Linked DNA regions of Mus musculus: regions 1, 3, 4 and 5 are each linked to region 2. A link is a contact called in public Hi-C and promoter capture Hi-C data. All regions are on one chromosome and are shown on one strand. The core of a region is the stretch at or near the end of the contact, and the rest is flanking DNA. Distances in the headings are between cores, read along the strand shown. Region 1 holds the start of Sptlc2 (serine palmitoyltransferase, long chain base subunit 2). Region 2 holds the start of Gtf2a1 (general transcription factor II A, 1). Region 3 holds the start of Ahsa1 (AHA1, activator of heat shock protein ATPase 1). Region 4 holds the start of Nrp (neural regeneration protein). Region 5 holds the start of Gstz1 (glutathione transferase zeta 1 (maleylacetoacetate isomerase)).

Evidence for each region. Promoter capture Hi-C pulls out the DNA fragments that hold promoters and counts their contacts. Hi-C and Micro-C count contacts between places; a contact is called where the count stands out from the background.
Region 1: a contact with region 2 is called in a Hi-C map of CD8 T cells, with 9 times the contacts expected there. The contact joins the promoter of Sptlc2 here to the promoter of Gtf2a1 in region 2. A contact is called at or near these places in 1 of 39 promoter capture datasets (pre-B cells) and 1 of 484 Hi-C or Micro-C datasets (CD8 T cells).
Region 3: a promoter capture Hi-C map of pre-B cells shows a contact between it and region 2. The contact joins the promoter of Ahsa1 here to the promoter of Gtf2a1 in region 2. A contact is called at or near these places in 3 of 39 promoter capture datasets (cranial neural crest, maxillary cranial neural crest and pre-B cells), 2 of 484 Hi-C or Micro-C datasets (B cells and CD8 T cells) and 1 of 9 other capture datasets (adipose tissue).
Region 4: a promoter capture Hi-C map of pre-B cells shows a contact between it and region 2. The contact joins the promoter of Nrp here to the promoter of Gtf2a1 in region 2. A contact is called at or near these places in 6 of 39 promoter capture datasets (the HPC-7 cell line, cranial neural crest, frontonasal cranial neural crest and 3 more), 4 of 484 Hi-C or Micro-C datasets (CD4 T cells, the G1E-ER4 cell line, embryonic stem cells and 1 more) and 1 of 9 other capture datasets (adipose tissue).
Region 5: a contact with region 2 is called in a promoter capture Hi-C map of pre-B cells. The contact joins the promoter of Gstz1 here to the promoter of Gtf2a1 in region 2. A contact is called at or near these places in 2 of 39 promoter capture datasets (cranial neural crest and pre-B cells) and 2 of 484 Hi-C or Micro-C datasets (B cells and CD4 T cells).

What each region holds. Positions count from the first base shown.
Region 1 is chr12:87,387,031-87,389,758 of GRCm38.p6, reverse strand. Sptlc2 (serine palmitoyltransferase, long chain base subunit 2) reads left to right here and starts at 1,404. Exons shown (of 12, transcript NM_011479.4): 1 at 1,404-1,713. The coding sequence starts at 1,588. It overlaps Gm33444 (a long non-coding RNA gene), which reads right to left. Exons shown (of 3, transcript XR_381803.4): 1 at 2,081-2,728.
Region 2 is chr12:91,588,399-91,591,098 of GRCm38.p6, reverse strand. It overlaps Gtf2a1 (general transcription factor II A, 1), which reads left to right and starts at 1,450. Exons shown (of 9, transcript NM_031391.2): 1 at 1,450-1,564. The coding sequence starts at 1,535.
Region 3 is chr12:87,265,307-87,268,006 of GRCm38.p6, reverse strand. It overlaps Ahsa1 (AHA1, activator of heat shock protein ATPase 1), which reads right to left and starts at 1,279. Exons shown (of 9, transcript NM_146036.2): 1 at 1,086-1,279. The coding sequence starts at 1,165. It overlaps Vipas39 (VPS33B interacting protein, apical-basolateral polarity regulator, spe-39 homolog), which reads left to right and starts at 1,721. Exons shown (of 20, transcript NM_001142580.1): 1 at 1,721-1,855.
Region 4 is chr12:87,442,605-87,445,304 of GRCm38.p6, reverse strand. Nrp (neural regeneration protein) reads left to right here and starts at 1,288. Exons shown (of 1, transcript NM_001013372.2): 1 at 1,288-2,457. The coding sequence starts at 1,387. The coding sequence ends at 1,794. Alkbh1 (alkB homolog 1, histone H2A dioxygenase) reads left to right here and starts at 1,466. Exons shown (of 6, transcript NM_001102565.1): 1 at 1,466-1,663. The coding sequence starts at 1,481. Slirp (SRA stem-loop interacting RNA binding protein) reads right to left here and starts at 1,409. Exons shown (of 4, transcript NM_026958.3): 1 at 1,279-1,409. The coding sequence starts at 1,375.
Region 5 is chr12:87,146,386-87,149,085 of GRCm38.p6, reverse strand. It overlaps Gstz1 (glutathione transferase zeta 1 (maleylacetoacetate isomerase)), which reads right to left and starts at 1,379. Exons shown (of 9, transcript NM_010363.4): 1 at 1,242-1,379. The coding sequence starts at 1,256. It overlaps Pomt2 (protein-O-mannosyltransferase 2), which reads left to right and starts at 1,184. Exons shown (of 21, transcript NM_153415.4): 1 at 1,184-1,915. The coding sequence starts at 1,458.

The DNA.
Region 1 (2,728 bases), core at 155-2,654, 4.2 Mb after region 2:
TTAAAAAGGAGATTTTAATTTATGTCTGTGAGTGTCTTGTCTGCATGTATGTATGTGCACCAAGTTTGTGTCTGGTGCCCTGGGAAATCAGAATAAGGCTTTGATTCCTCTGGCACTGGAGTTATAGATAGCTGTGAGCCACCATGTGGGTGCTAGAACCAAATCCAGGTACTCTGGACAAGCAGTGTCCAGTACTTCACTGCTGAGCCATCTCTCCAGGCCCCATAGAGTTCTTTTTGATTCTCGTGTTCACTTTTGAGATCAAAGGGTTTGTGACTTGAAAGTTTTGTCCTTGCTCCACTTGCTGTTAAGAGTACCTCTTCTAAATCAAGCAAAACAAATAACCTTGCCAACGCAGTTCTAAAGCTCCAGGGGAGAAGGGGTTGTGTGACACAGGGATTCACACAGATGCATTCGGCAATTAATAATAACCAGCACTTAATGAATACTTACTAATTGCCAGGTCCTAAGCAAAATACATTACAGGCATTAACTCATTAGATTCTCTTATGGCAACTGTTATTATCCCCCTGAGCAGAGGAACATAGAGGTCACTCAGCTAGTAGGTGAGGCAGCCAGGATTCAAACCTAGACTGAGTCATACTCTTAATTATGACATTGATTTTTTTTTTTATGGGTAACTAAAGGTCTTTGTAATGCTGAAATGTAGATCAATTTCTTTTGCTACTGATTTGGATTAGGTATTGTGATAGGTGTCCAGCGCTTTACTAATGTAATTCTGGCAAATGAGTCCATGAAGCAGGAAGAATTTTAAAAGAACTTGGCTCCTAAAGGAGTTAATTCCTCAAGTTTCAGTTTCAGTTATCACAAGATCTGGAAACAGATCAAGTCTCCTGACTTTCAAGGAAAGTCTTCAAAGGAAATTGCCCTAGGAAAACCCGGATAGAAACAAGTGATGTGCGCGCGAGGCGTTCGCGTAGTTCACAATGAAGAACAGTGAGAGACTGTCAAAAAGGCTATTCTATTAACACCCACAGAGGAATTTGCTAATGAAATAAAGGAGCTGCCTGTCTTGGGCTCGGATTCAACCTGAGAACCTCTCGGGAGGAAGGGCACAGAGGGCAACCACCACCAGTGCTAGAGAACCGGGAACAGGCTCTGGAAATAGGCTCAGCCCCTGTTTCTTTCTCCACACTCTAATTGGCTGTTCCTTTCCGGGCTCCGCCTCCTTCTCAACCTGGACCAGTAGGCGGCAAAGCTCCACCTACGACCTGGCTAGGGCTCCAATCAATTGCTCAGTTCTCGAGTTCCTCTGAAGAAGTCCCCTTGATGTCTGCAAGCCGCTTTTCCCTTGCTCTTAATTCGCCAGAATCAGCATGAGATCCGCCCCTCTCGCCTTTGGATTGGTCAATAGCCGATAGACCCCGCCCCATGTTCCCTCCGGCTGCCGGGCTTCGGCGAGCCCCGTCTTCTCGGGTGGCCCCGCCCTCGCGTGACGGCCGGACCGGGAATTGGCAGCGGCGCTGCAGCCATTTCCGGTTTCGGAGAGGTGGGTGCGGTGCGGAGCGGGAGTTGGCTCCGCCGCCACCTCCAGAGCCTGTCCTGCTGCCGGGTGCTGCCGGGAGGATGCGGCCGGAGCCCGGAGGCTGCTGCTGCCGCCGCCCGATGCGGGCGAACGGCTGCGTCAAGAACGGGGAAGTGAGGAACGGGTACTTGAGGAGCAGCACCGCCACCGTCGCGGCTGCCGGCCAGGTACGATGGGATCGAGAGGCTGGGCGAGATCGGGGCGGTGGGCCGGGACCCCCGCGAGCCGATGCCCGGGCTGGGCCGGGCCGGGCCGGGGAGGACGGGCAGCCGCGCGGGCCGGTCAGTGGCCGGCTGGCGGCTGGGCGCGGCTCAGGTGTGCTGAGCGACGGGGAGCCGGCGCTGGCTGGGCCTCCCCCCTGAGCGGGAGGGAGACTCAAGGGCAGCGCGGGACTCTACAACTATGTGGGGCTCCCTCACCGTGAGGGGCTCCTCGGTTCTGCCCGCTTCTCCAGTTATTCGAGCCTTCCCAGTACTACCCGGCTCCGCAGCGATGAGCTGTGGTTCTCTGCCCTGCGGGGGTCCCAAGGTTTACCTGGTTTCTTAGGTGTGCGGTGTCCCCTAGTTCTGCCTGGCTCTCCAGCCTCCCGGGGCTCCTCAGCCACGCGGGACTCCTGAGGTCTGCCCGGCTCCTCAGCATTTGCTGTTCTGAAGGGCCCTGGAGGCTGGGCTTCCTCTGCAAGTCTCTGGTTCTTAACCATGTGGATCACGCAAAAAAAAAAAAAAAAAAGTGCAGGCCGCTCCTAGTGGGAAGCAGAGGAAATCTTTCCCTCGAAGTCCGGCGATACTTTCTCGGGTTCCTGCCCGGGTCCCCTCGAGTACATGCTTCCTGTAGAGTCTTGCAGCCCCAAAAGGAAGCTGACGCTCTGAGAAAGTTAGGCAGTGCAGTTGTGGAAGCACAACCGGACAGCCTCTTCCTATCACGTTCTGGACTTCCTTTATGGGGAAAACCTTGGCAGGGAACCTCCTCGGGGGTCTTGTCTTGAAAATTGTCCCGTTGTGCGATTGGTGAGACCCCCATCCCACCATCCAGATAGGATTTTAGGTGGCCCCTTCACGGCGCAATAGAGCTATCGTGGAGGGCGTTGCTTAATCCAGTGGTAAGTTGTCATGAGTCCTTGTATTAATTAACTGAAGTTGAATCATCAACCATATCCATGAACTTCTAAACTATCTTACAGAA
Region 2 (2,700 bases), core at 201-2,700:
TAAAATATTGATACAAAGGCAGAATTTGCTTGCACGTCCCAGGTCAAACTCCCGATGAATTGCACTCCAAGATACCAACAGACTCTGCCTGATCTCTTGGGACAGGCCAGGCAAGTTGATGAGTCAACGGCATGGGTTTCAGATGTGGTTAGTCACTGTGTGCTGGCCAGTGTGCAAATCACAGCACTCTGGTAACATTAAAAACAGAGCAGTAATGTATGTCAGGGAGTCAAATATGTAGTAGTTGTATCCGAGTTCCTTTTCTTTTTTCGTCATTTCTACCACCCTAAGAAGTCATCTAAAGTACTTTTGAGTTGGTAGAGGCTGACTCTTTGGGGCATTTTAGCCAAACCACCTAATAGTTTAATTTTGTACAGACAAACGGCTGGAAACACCTACAGGCGTCCCTAATTCTGTAAAGTAGACAGAGGGAGAACAAAGCTTTCCTAGCCTTTGGACTTATACACAACTTCACGAGGTCTGTCCTTTGCAAGAGGCGCGAACTTCCTCCTCATCCGACCTAAGCTCACGAATCAAAAGATGACTCCGCATTTAAAAACTGTCCCAAGCCCCAGCGCGCGGGAGCCGGAAGCCGCGCCACGTGACCCGCCGTCCCTCCGCAGCCATCCTCCGGGGAAGCCTATCGCTTCGGCGGCTACTCCCACTCCTCCGCTCCACCGGAGCGGCTGCGCGTCCACCCGACGCAGCGCTAGGTACCCTTGATCGCTGGCTTCCCTCAATACCCCAGCCTCCTCCGGAGGACGCCTCCCGGTCCAACCGGTCGCCACCACCACCGCCACGGACCGCTTCCGCCAGGGTGCGGACCACGTGATCGCGCGAGCCATAGGGGGGTGGGGAAAAGGCCGCGGCGCGCGCCTTCTTTACTCCAGGCCCGCGGCCCCGCCCACCCGGCCACCCAGCCGGGGCGGGGGGGAGGGGGGGGAAAAGAAACCTGGCGACGCCCCGGGCGCGCGTGCGCACGCGGTTCTCGCGGTGTCTCGCGCTCGGCCCCGCCCCCCGCTGCCCCCGCCCTTTCCGCCCCTCCCTCCCTCCGCCCTGTCTCTCGGCGGCGGCGGCGGCGGCGGCTCGCGCAGCTCGTTGGCTCGCTATATAAAGGGGAGAAGCAGGCGGACCGGACGGCTGGAGCTGCAGCCGGTGGCGGCAGCGGTGGCGCGGGGAGCGGTGACCGGTGTTGGTTTCCCTCCTCGGCGCCGAGTGGGGAGCGGGTGACGCCCCCTAACCCCCTAAGGGGTCGTGGCTAATTTTTTCCCCCATTTTTTCTTTTTTCTTTAGGCGATTCTCGAGGTTTTTAGCTGCGGGAGGAGTGCCCCCCTCCTCCTGCTCTCCCGCCTCTTACTCCTTCTGGATCGGTTTTGTTGAGAGATTTTTTTTTTTTTGCCCCACTCTTGGCGGGTGACTTGGGTCACCCTCCGGGTCTCAGTTGTTTTTTTTTTTTTTTCTTTTTTTTTTTTTTTTTAAATTTTTTTTTCCTTTCTTTCTATCTCGTTCCCTCTTGTTTGTGTTGTGTGTGGAAATGGCGAACTCGGCAAACACAAACACCGTGGTAAGGACGTGGTGCGGTGGCCGGCGGGGGCTGCGAAGGTTCCGGCGGCAGGCAACGGCTGGCTGGGACGGACGGACGGACGGGCGGGCGGGCGGGGGCGGGCCCGGGCGAGGCGGCGCTCCCGACCGGGTCCCCTCCGCCCTCCACCGCCGCCGCTGCCCGCCGCGGGCCTGGCCGGGCGGGGGGGACGCCGAGGACTGGCGGGAGGAGGGCGGCGGGGGCCGGGAGCGCCGCGGGGCGGGCCACGCAGGCCGTTGGGGCCCTGGCTTGCCGACCCCGGGGCGCGGACGGGCGGGCGATGGCCCCACGCGGGGACCCGGACCCGGCCAGTCCCCGAGCGAGCGGCTGCGGGTCGAGCCCCGCGTCTGGGGAAGCCTCTCGGATACCGCCGAGGCCGGGCGTGCCTTCGGGGGCTCTCCGGAGGTGGTGCTTTGGGAGAGCCTCCTTTGGGGCCGATTTTACTAATCCTCCGAAAGGAAAGAAAGAAAGAAAAAAAAAAAGACAAAAAAATTATGAAGGTTGGAAAGCACTTATCTCGGTTCCTCCCCAGTGGGTAAAATGGCGAAGGGGAAGCAAAACCCCCGCGGTATCTTCGACTAGCCTAAGCACCAGAACAAACAAAGCCTACATGAATGGCCCAAGAGTCCCCGCTTTCGCCTCGAGATTTGCCTACTTCTTCCCGTTGCTCCCTTTTTTAAAAAGGAGCAAAAAAAAATTTTTTTTTGGTTACTTGCGATCACGTAGGTTTGCAAAAAGCAGTCACATAAAAATAACCTTTTAAAAGAGTCACCAACGCAATGTGATCACTAGGCCACCCCATCTCTTGATTTCTTTTTATGACAATAAAGCACAATATTTGTTTTTTTGTTTGTTTATTTTTAAAAAAAATTTTTTTTTTTCATTTTGCCCGGTCCCAAACGCCGCAGAGCAGCCTGCGGCTGCCCGACACTATACCGTTGGCGACTCGGGTCGATCCATCATGGCTGCGGCCGCTTACCCTGCTTTTCAGTGCCTGCGCCTTGTGGTCCTCCTCCCTTTGGCTGCCCTGTTTATATAGAGCCATTGCCGCTCTCTAATATAGACTCTGCCAGGATGGGAAGGTGCTTTTCAGGCCTACGTCACCGCCTCTCCATTTA
Region 3 (2,700 bases), core at 30-2,529, 4.3 Mb after region 2:
GAATCCAAAGGGGTGGCGAGTTGTCAACAAAGAGAGGTGCTGTGCAAACCAAGTTAATACTTTCCAGTCTTAGCACAATGAGCCTTGACCGTTAAAATGGCGCCCCCATTTGGCCAAGAAGAAAGATGTGACCATACTGCTTAAGTCAGGAGAGCAAAGACAAGCAAGCATTTTTGCTAAGAACTTCAGTTTAAAAAAACAAAACAAACCAACAATAATGCTAGCCTCATTAACAGTGTTGTGTCCCGTTCAGTGTTCAAACTTTGCCCTACACATCCTACATCCTCTAGACAGTGTCACAAAGTCCACAAGAAAAATTACATCAAGTAGAATGTTAAAAAGAGACAGGTTGAAGGGGGAAAAAAAAGACGGTAAAAATCAATTCTTTGCCCTTCTAGTACAGCTATTTAAAAATCAAAAAGCTATAACTGAGGAAAAAAAATATAATGTCTGTAAAGTTCAGTGGCACTCCAAATAACTTTGTTTCCAGAAGATTTCTGAGAGATGAGGCAGCTTCCAAGACCGGTTAGGCTGTAAAATCATGACTGCCGGGCAACCTGGAGTTGTTACAACAGAACTTAACAGTTCCGGGTAGGAGACTGCATTGCGTTCAGCATCCCGAAGCTCCAAGTGCCCTGCAGATCACGTTCCAAAGCTTCTCACGCTGGACTGAGGCAGTAGTCCCCTATGACTTTTGCTTTCACTGTAACCCGCAAACCAACAACTACCGCGCCTGGAGCTCTCGAATTCCCCAGCAGACTCCCAACACAATCGGCAGGGGTCTGGATCTCAAGGACGCCTGCGGCCACGTGTAGGAAGTATCACCCGGCTCAGGCTGGATGCAGCAACTAGGGCACTCTGTTCTCGCTCTGAAATTCCTCCTTGGGGACTCAGCAGTCCATGTCGAACCCATCGCCCCTAAGACTGTGATGGTGGCGAGGGATGGAGGGGACCCCTGCTACAGAAAGGACTCACGCCCAACCCCAGGCCAGGGTTACTTGGGTCCCGTACTCGCCAAGGTCCCAGACACCTCCAACCCCTAGCCTGTTAACAGTGCTCCTGCGGCCTGTCTTGCTGGCCCATACCAGTGCCAGTTGTTGACGTTGGTGGCGTCCGCCCGCTCCTCCACGATCCAGCGTGGGTCTCCCTCACCCCACTTGGCCATCAGCTCACTTATCGCACCGCTACCAGCTCCCAAGCAGCCGCAGCCACAGCCTGAGGACCGCTCGGTCCCAGCCGCCTGGCAGCGCCTGGAAACTACTAGAAGCAGCACAGCACCTCCTGGCTTGCTTTTCCCTCCACCCCAACCCCCTCCCAGCCTTAACTTCCGGCTCCTCCTCGCTCTTACCGGGTACTTCCGTTCCAGCTCGCCGAGCCGTAGGTTCCGTAACTTCTGGCGTTCCTTCCAGCTCTCTCAGTTTATCTTAAAAGCTCTTAAGTCTAGGCCCTCAAGATCCTAATCCCCACCGGCTAGGACACAAAATATTCCTCTCATTGTCTCCTTGGGCCCTAAACCGACCTTGCTGAGCCTGATGGGAGTTGTAGTCTTTAAACCAACCCTTCCGATAACTGCGGAAGGTCATGCTGAAAGTAAAGGAAATGACCTAGCACTATGCGCTAGTATTTCTGGGAATGCTAGTCCAGAAGCCTCGCGGCCCGCAGGGAGGACGAAAGAATGATAGAGGTTATGGAACTACAACTTCCAGGATGCTTTGCGGGTATTCCTTTCACCTTCTTCAGACTCTTCTCCGCTGTCCCCTTCTGCTCTTCTCTATGCCTCACAGCCTGTTTAGAAAGGCTGGTCCAGCGGCTGAGCCTGGCGCTGTCCTGAGAAGGAGCGCTCGGTGTGGAAGAGGTGAGGGTGTCCCAAGCCCCTGTCTAGGCCTCGTGTCTAGGTGAACCCACCCTCTCCGCACCCTTTTCTTTCCCTGTCTTTTCTGAGGCATCCTTACACTCTCACTCCGACCTTCTTCTGTCGGGACCACTCTTGGGAGCTCCGAGATGGGGCTTTCCAGCAAGCCTCAAAGCAGCTTACTCAACATTTGGTTCTGAATATGTCTTCTCAGGCACCCTCTAGGCTCTGGTGTTTGTGGTAGATGCGTGGTTTCCTGGACCTTGCTCCTGTAATCCAATCTCTCAGGTCTTTGTTCTCAAACATCGCCTTAAAAACCTAGCTTAACTTCCAGTAGCTGGTTTCTACAGTACCCTGAGGCAAGGAACCTCTTGGTTGTAGGGTTTTGGTTTTTGGTTTTGTTTTGTTTTGTGTTTTAAACGGGTCCTGTTTTCCCTATGTCGTGTTCCCGTCCTCTCGCATCTGTCCCCCTATCCATGTCAGACTGTCAGTGTACAGGTGACGATAAGATCAAATCTCGGAAGCATTTTAAATCACGTTGAAGCCCGCTTTCCTTTGAGCATTCTTAGAGTTATAAATTGTTACCATTTTACTTACCACGTAAATCACGGTCTCTTTTGTCACTCGAAATACAATGTATCCACTACTGTAAAAAGAGTCTTAAGAATTCTTGGTGAAGTACTAAGTTTGTTAGACATATTCTCTACCTATTTCTAGTTACCATTGTAAAGATCTGTCTAGTTTTCCCAAAAGTGAAAAAAGAAAAGAAAGAGTCTAGGATCCAAAAACCCTGGATTGTAGTTTGGAGTAGAAGTGATTTAGTAAAGTTGTGATGTTTACTGCTTCTG
Region 4 (2,700 bases), core at 39-2,538, 4.1 Mb after region 2:
CAGAGAAACCCTGTCTCGAAAAACCACCACCAACAACAACAACAAAAAGGAGTACATACTGCTCTTACAGAGGACCCAAGTTCAGTTCTAAGGATGCACATCAGGAGGGCTCAAACTGCCTGTAATGCCAGCTCCTGTGGATGCAATGCCCCCTTCTGTACTACATGGGGCACCTTCATTTATCTGTACTCACCCACACTGACAACATACATAAATACTTTAAATTGCACTGACAAAAGCAAAAGTGCTAAGTCATTGGAGAACTAACCAACTCTCTATCCCCAGACTAGCCTTTTCTGTGCATCAATTTTAACAACCATGTAAATAGAACCACTATCACTTGTTAGATACTTACATTCTAGCATAAATCTACCAAGTTCATCTATAAACTTATTTATTCCTCTCCCCAATTCTATGGGGGAGGTATTACAGATTACACTTTTTAGACAATTAAAAAGTCCTATGAGACCCTTTGCCATATTGACTTCATTATTCGGATTATACAACTATTAAAGTTTCAATCACGAGCTACCTCTGTCCAAATGCTGTCGAGTGACCCCACAAGCAGCTCAAATTCACATCCTGCAACTTTTAATCTTCTCTAGGTTTCTTCTTCCTCAATTCTAAAACCGCTGGTCATCTATGCTAGGAATCTGGAGTGTACACCTTTCTCCGCAAACCAGCAAATATGCTGTCGGTTTTACTTTAAAAACTAAGTGATTCCGACTCGTCCCCTTTATCAATTCCTTGGTCCAAATTTCATCTTTGAACCAAATGAATCTCTTCTCTCATCTCCACCCCTTCGTTCTTGCCACTTGAAAGTCAAGCTCCCCTGAGGTCAAAATAGCTCCTTCTGACTCGTGAGTGTCCAAGTAAGCAAATAATTAATCTTTCCACCAAATCATTCCGAATGACTGACTACTGTCGATCGGGCGAGTGGAGAGGATCGTGCCTAAAGAGTTAACCCGAAGCAAAATTTTATGCGCAAGAATTTACTCAAGAGCAAACCACTTGTGTTCTTTTCAAAAGAGTATCAGCATGCGTCCCTGAGCAAGGCGTAAGGGTGACGGGCAAATTTAGGAAAGCGCTCCTTAAAAAATAATTAATAAATAAATAAATAAATAAATGAAATTAAAAATTAAAAAAAAGCAAACCGCCTGACCATGTAGACTAAGGTTCTTTACAGAGAAGTTATGTTTTGCGAGTTTGTACATAGGTTTTACGCGTTACTTAAAATAAAACATAAAGACTGCGCCCTTCCTCATCTCCATCACTCACTCGCTGCCGCGGTCCAAGGAATTTTTCTGACAAACGCAATAGGCCGACCAGTACTGGAACGCAGTGCGCTTAGCCCCTTTATGGCGGAGGCTGCCATGTTAAAACGGAATGAATCGAAACCCTGGAGTCGTGACCCCGGAAGAACCTGCCAGAGCCGGAATTTCGAGTTCTGCTTCCGGGCCAAACTGTTGGCAGCCTCGAGATGGGGAAGATGGCGGCTGCTGTGGCTTCATTAGCCACGCTGGCTGCAGAGCCCAGAGAGGATGCTTTCCGGAAGCTTTTCCGCTTCTACCGGCAGAGCCGGCCGGGGACAGCGGACCTGGGAGCCGTCATCGACTTCTCAGAGGCGCACTTGGCTCGGAGCCCGAAGCCCGGCGTGCCCCAGGTAGGAAAGGAGGAGTAGTGTGTGCCAGCCTAGCGGCCGACTGGGCCACCCGAGACTGGGCCGCCTCCGGGCCGGCTTTGGAGGGAAGCCCCTGCTGGGCCTGTCCAGTGAGCTGTAATGTCGAGCGATGAGCGACCAGCTGCCTCGCTGTCCCAACGCTCTGGCCACGGCTTGTGCCTTGCCGCCATTTCCCCCAACCCACGCGGGCCACGGCTTGTGCCCTGCCGCCATTTCCCCCAACCCACGCGACCTTGCTAAAAAAAAAAAAAGAAAGAAAAGAAAAGAAAGAAAGAAAGAAAAAAATCTGGAAATTGCTTGTACCTCCTTAACTATCTGTTTAATACTAATACGATATTTTGTGTAAAGCTCAGAAGAACATCTTCGTGGACGTTAGGGTGGCCTCATAACTTCAGATAAAAGCAGCCATTTAATAAGTCTCAAACCGTTAATCCGTTGGGCCTGAGACTCGATCGACCCTGTCTTCTCTGAGGCTTTGAAAGTAAAGGTAAAATTAGCAGGTTTTTTTCCTGAGAATCTAGGAGCCTGGAGAGATAGCTCAGTAATTAAGAGCATTTACCTACTGGTGTTCCCAAGAACACCAAGTAGATTTGGTTCCTTGCAGCCACGTGGCAGCTCACAGCCTTCTTGTAACTCTTCCGGAGGATCAGACACCCTCTCTTGAGCTCCACAGGAGAGCACTCGTAGACATGTAAATAAACTTCTAAGCTAAATCTAAACAATTTATGTACCCTCCCTATTTCTTCGTGATGAGAAGAAAGGGGCCAGAGGGTATGTTTATGTATGGTTTTTCAAGACAGGGTTTCTGTGTATCCTTGCCTTTTCTGAAGCTCACTCTGTAGACCAAGATGGCCTCAGACTCACAGAGATCCTCCTTGCCTCTGCCTCCTGAGGGCTGGGATAAAGGTGTGCACCACCACTGCCTGGCCATAGTCATATTTAAAAAAAAAAAAAAAAAAAAAAACTTAATCTTGTGGAGACAGAGTCTCGTTTGAGAGCCCAGGCTGGCAGCTAACTGA
Region 5 (2,700 bases), core at 130-2,629, 4.4 Mb after region 2:
GTGGGGTTTGGGGGAAGAGCAGCCTGAAACAGCTGGTAAGTAACCTATGCATCCACAGCATGAAACAGAACAATGCTGTGTGTTGGTGCTTGGCTGACTTCCCCCTTATTATGGGCCCAGCCAGACCCAACCCAGGGAATGGTGTCACTCTCCCACATCAGTTAACCTGATAAAGACAATCCTAACCCTCTCTGCAGAGCATCTGGAGGCTTGTCTCCTATGTGCTTTTAGATAAACAGGGAGAGAAATCACAGCTAAGCACTAACAGCAAACCACCTGGCGATTTTTGCACTTGAACAGCTACTTTTTAATATCAAGTAGAATGTCCGTTTAATTAGCACCGGGAAGGATCATGTTTCCAACTCAAACATGCATTCTGGCGACTTTAAATTTGCAGTTTTTCTGTTGTGGGAGACTCGGCCCATGCTAGGAGCTACGTCAGAGTTGCGTACATCCCTAGCTGTTTTTATACCATTTCTTACATGATTAAAATCCTGAAAAATCACATCTGTATGTGGAAAATCTATATTAACCGGATGCAATGTCCTTTGCATCTAATGTGCCGCCTTCCTACATATCGGCCCTCCTAAGAGACTCAATTTTAAGTCTCTTATAAAACACACTCGCAGCTCCATTCCAGCAATGGCTTAAATACAAATGGCTCTAGGGTGGACTAAAGAAGTTCGACTTAAACCCTGGACGCTCCATATGCCACAGCCTGGAATCCCAGCACTTGGAAGGCGGGGGCGGGAGAGTCAAAGTTCAAAGTCAGGTTGGGCTGCACAGCAAGATCGTTTCTTAGAGCCAAACCGACAAAACTAGAAACCTGAGCAGATACTACAAGTGATTATTAACGTCGTTAAAGAGTCACATCTTTCCCCCTTGCCTTTGGTGCATGCCTGGACCACCAGGTCCCCTGAGAGACATACGAAGGGCGCCGCGAAACTGCAAAGTAGGGAACCATGTTTGAAAGCCCTAGAAGAGGTCTGTCTACCCGAAGCAGGGAAAAGCGCGATTGGACGCCCCTCAAAAGCTTCCAAGTTTAGCCTTCCCGGCCCAATCTACCACCACCATAAGGTTCAGCGGCCAGCGCGCAGGTGTAGAGTGAGCGGGCGCCGAGGTGCACGCCGGGAGTCGTTGTGGCGCCACGCGAAGAAGCGAGCTCTCAGCCCCGCCCCCCCCCACAGCTCTTCTCCGCGTTTCTCAGGAGAGACCCTCATCCCCGGACGTGGGGCACAGACCTTCCCGGCTTGCATCTCGCCCGGTCGGCCGGCCAAGAAAGTCAGCTCTCGGGACTAGAAGATGACTGAGGCCTAGCGGGGTCCAGAGAGCGAAGGTTGGACTAGATGGCCTCCCTCCTTCGGGCTGGCCCCGCCCCCGCCCCCTGAGCTGCTGGGAGTTGTAGTTCATGAGCCGACTCGAGTTTGTCAGTCCTTGGTTTCCCTCCGCCTCCCGCAATGCTCTACGCCTCAGGCCGCCTCTTAGCTGCCCGGGCGGCCACCACACTTTCCGCCCCGCCCAGAGCCCGGGGCCCGGCGCTCCGCGGCAAACGGAGGGAACTACAAATCCCATGGCACCTCGAGACGCCTTCTTATGACCCCTTGACGGGGCAGCGGACAAGACCCGGCGTGCCTCCGGCCCGGAGGGTGATCCTTCGGAAGGGGAGGATGCCGCCGGCCATAGGCGGTGGCCTAGCGGGCTCCGAGCTGCGTCCCCGTAGGGGCCGCTGTGTGCCGCAGGCTGCCAGAGCCGTGAGCCGAGACGTGGTCCCCCAGGCTGCAGCACGGAAACTTAAACGGCCTGCTTGGAGCTCGCGGCGCTTCCAGGCGGCAGGGTGGTGGGCCACGTTGGCTGTGGTGACGCTGCTGTCCTTTGCCACCCGCTTTCACCGGCTGGACCAGCCTGCTCACATCTGGTAAGTGGCGGAAAGGACTTGGCGGGCACCATGGCAACTGAGAGGGAGTGACGCCACCCTCTGATTGGCTTGAGGGCGCGAAGTGGGCGGGATTCATCGGAGGCACGACAGGTCCTTGGCGGTAGAGAAACTCAGTTGTATTTCGAGGGGAGTAGGGGGTGGCTGGGGAAAGCTTTCCGGTGTGTCAAACCTCGGAGAATAGGTTTGCCCTGGTGGGGGTCCCACACTCGGAGTTTGCAGGAGTTGTCCTCATGTCTTCTAGTCACCTGGCTTTAAAATGGTGATACTCAGAGGTTCTTTGAACTTGGCTGAGAAATTAGTAAATTCGTAGAACATAATTTTCCCAAAGCGTGATTTTCAAAGAAAAAGATTCCTATAGAGTAAGGATAGTTTGGGTATCGGGAGATGGCGGCACAGATTCTGAGCAACAGGTCTGGTGTTATCCTGTGAGAATTATTTTCTAGGCCTTACTTTGTATGATACAGATGGTGGCTTGAGGCTTGGTTCAATTCCATTTCCCAAGCTCACAGAGTTACTTGATCTTTAGCTGGAAGGGATGTTTTATCTTCTCTATATCACCAAACAGAAACTTAGCATAGAAGGTGTCACAAGTGGATCTTACTCAAGAGCAAGCAAACACACTGACAGGGCTGCTCCTATAGGAAACTAATAAATTACTGTGAAGCTAATTAATAAATTAGGTGCATTTTATGACTGTTGGGAGCTGTAACTACTGGGTTAAACACAAAGGCGTAATCACAGGAAGGGGAATGAATATCAGCACC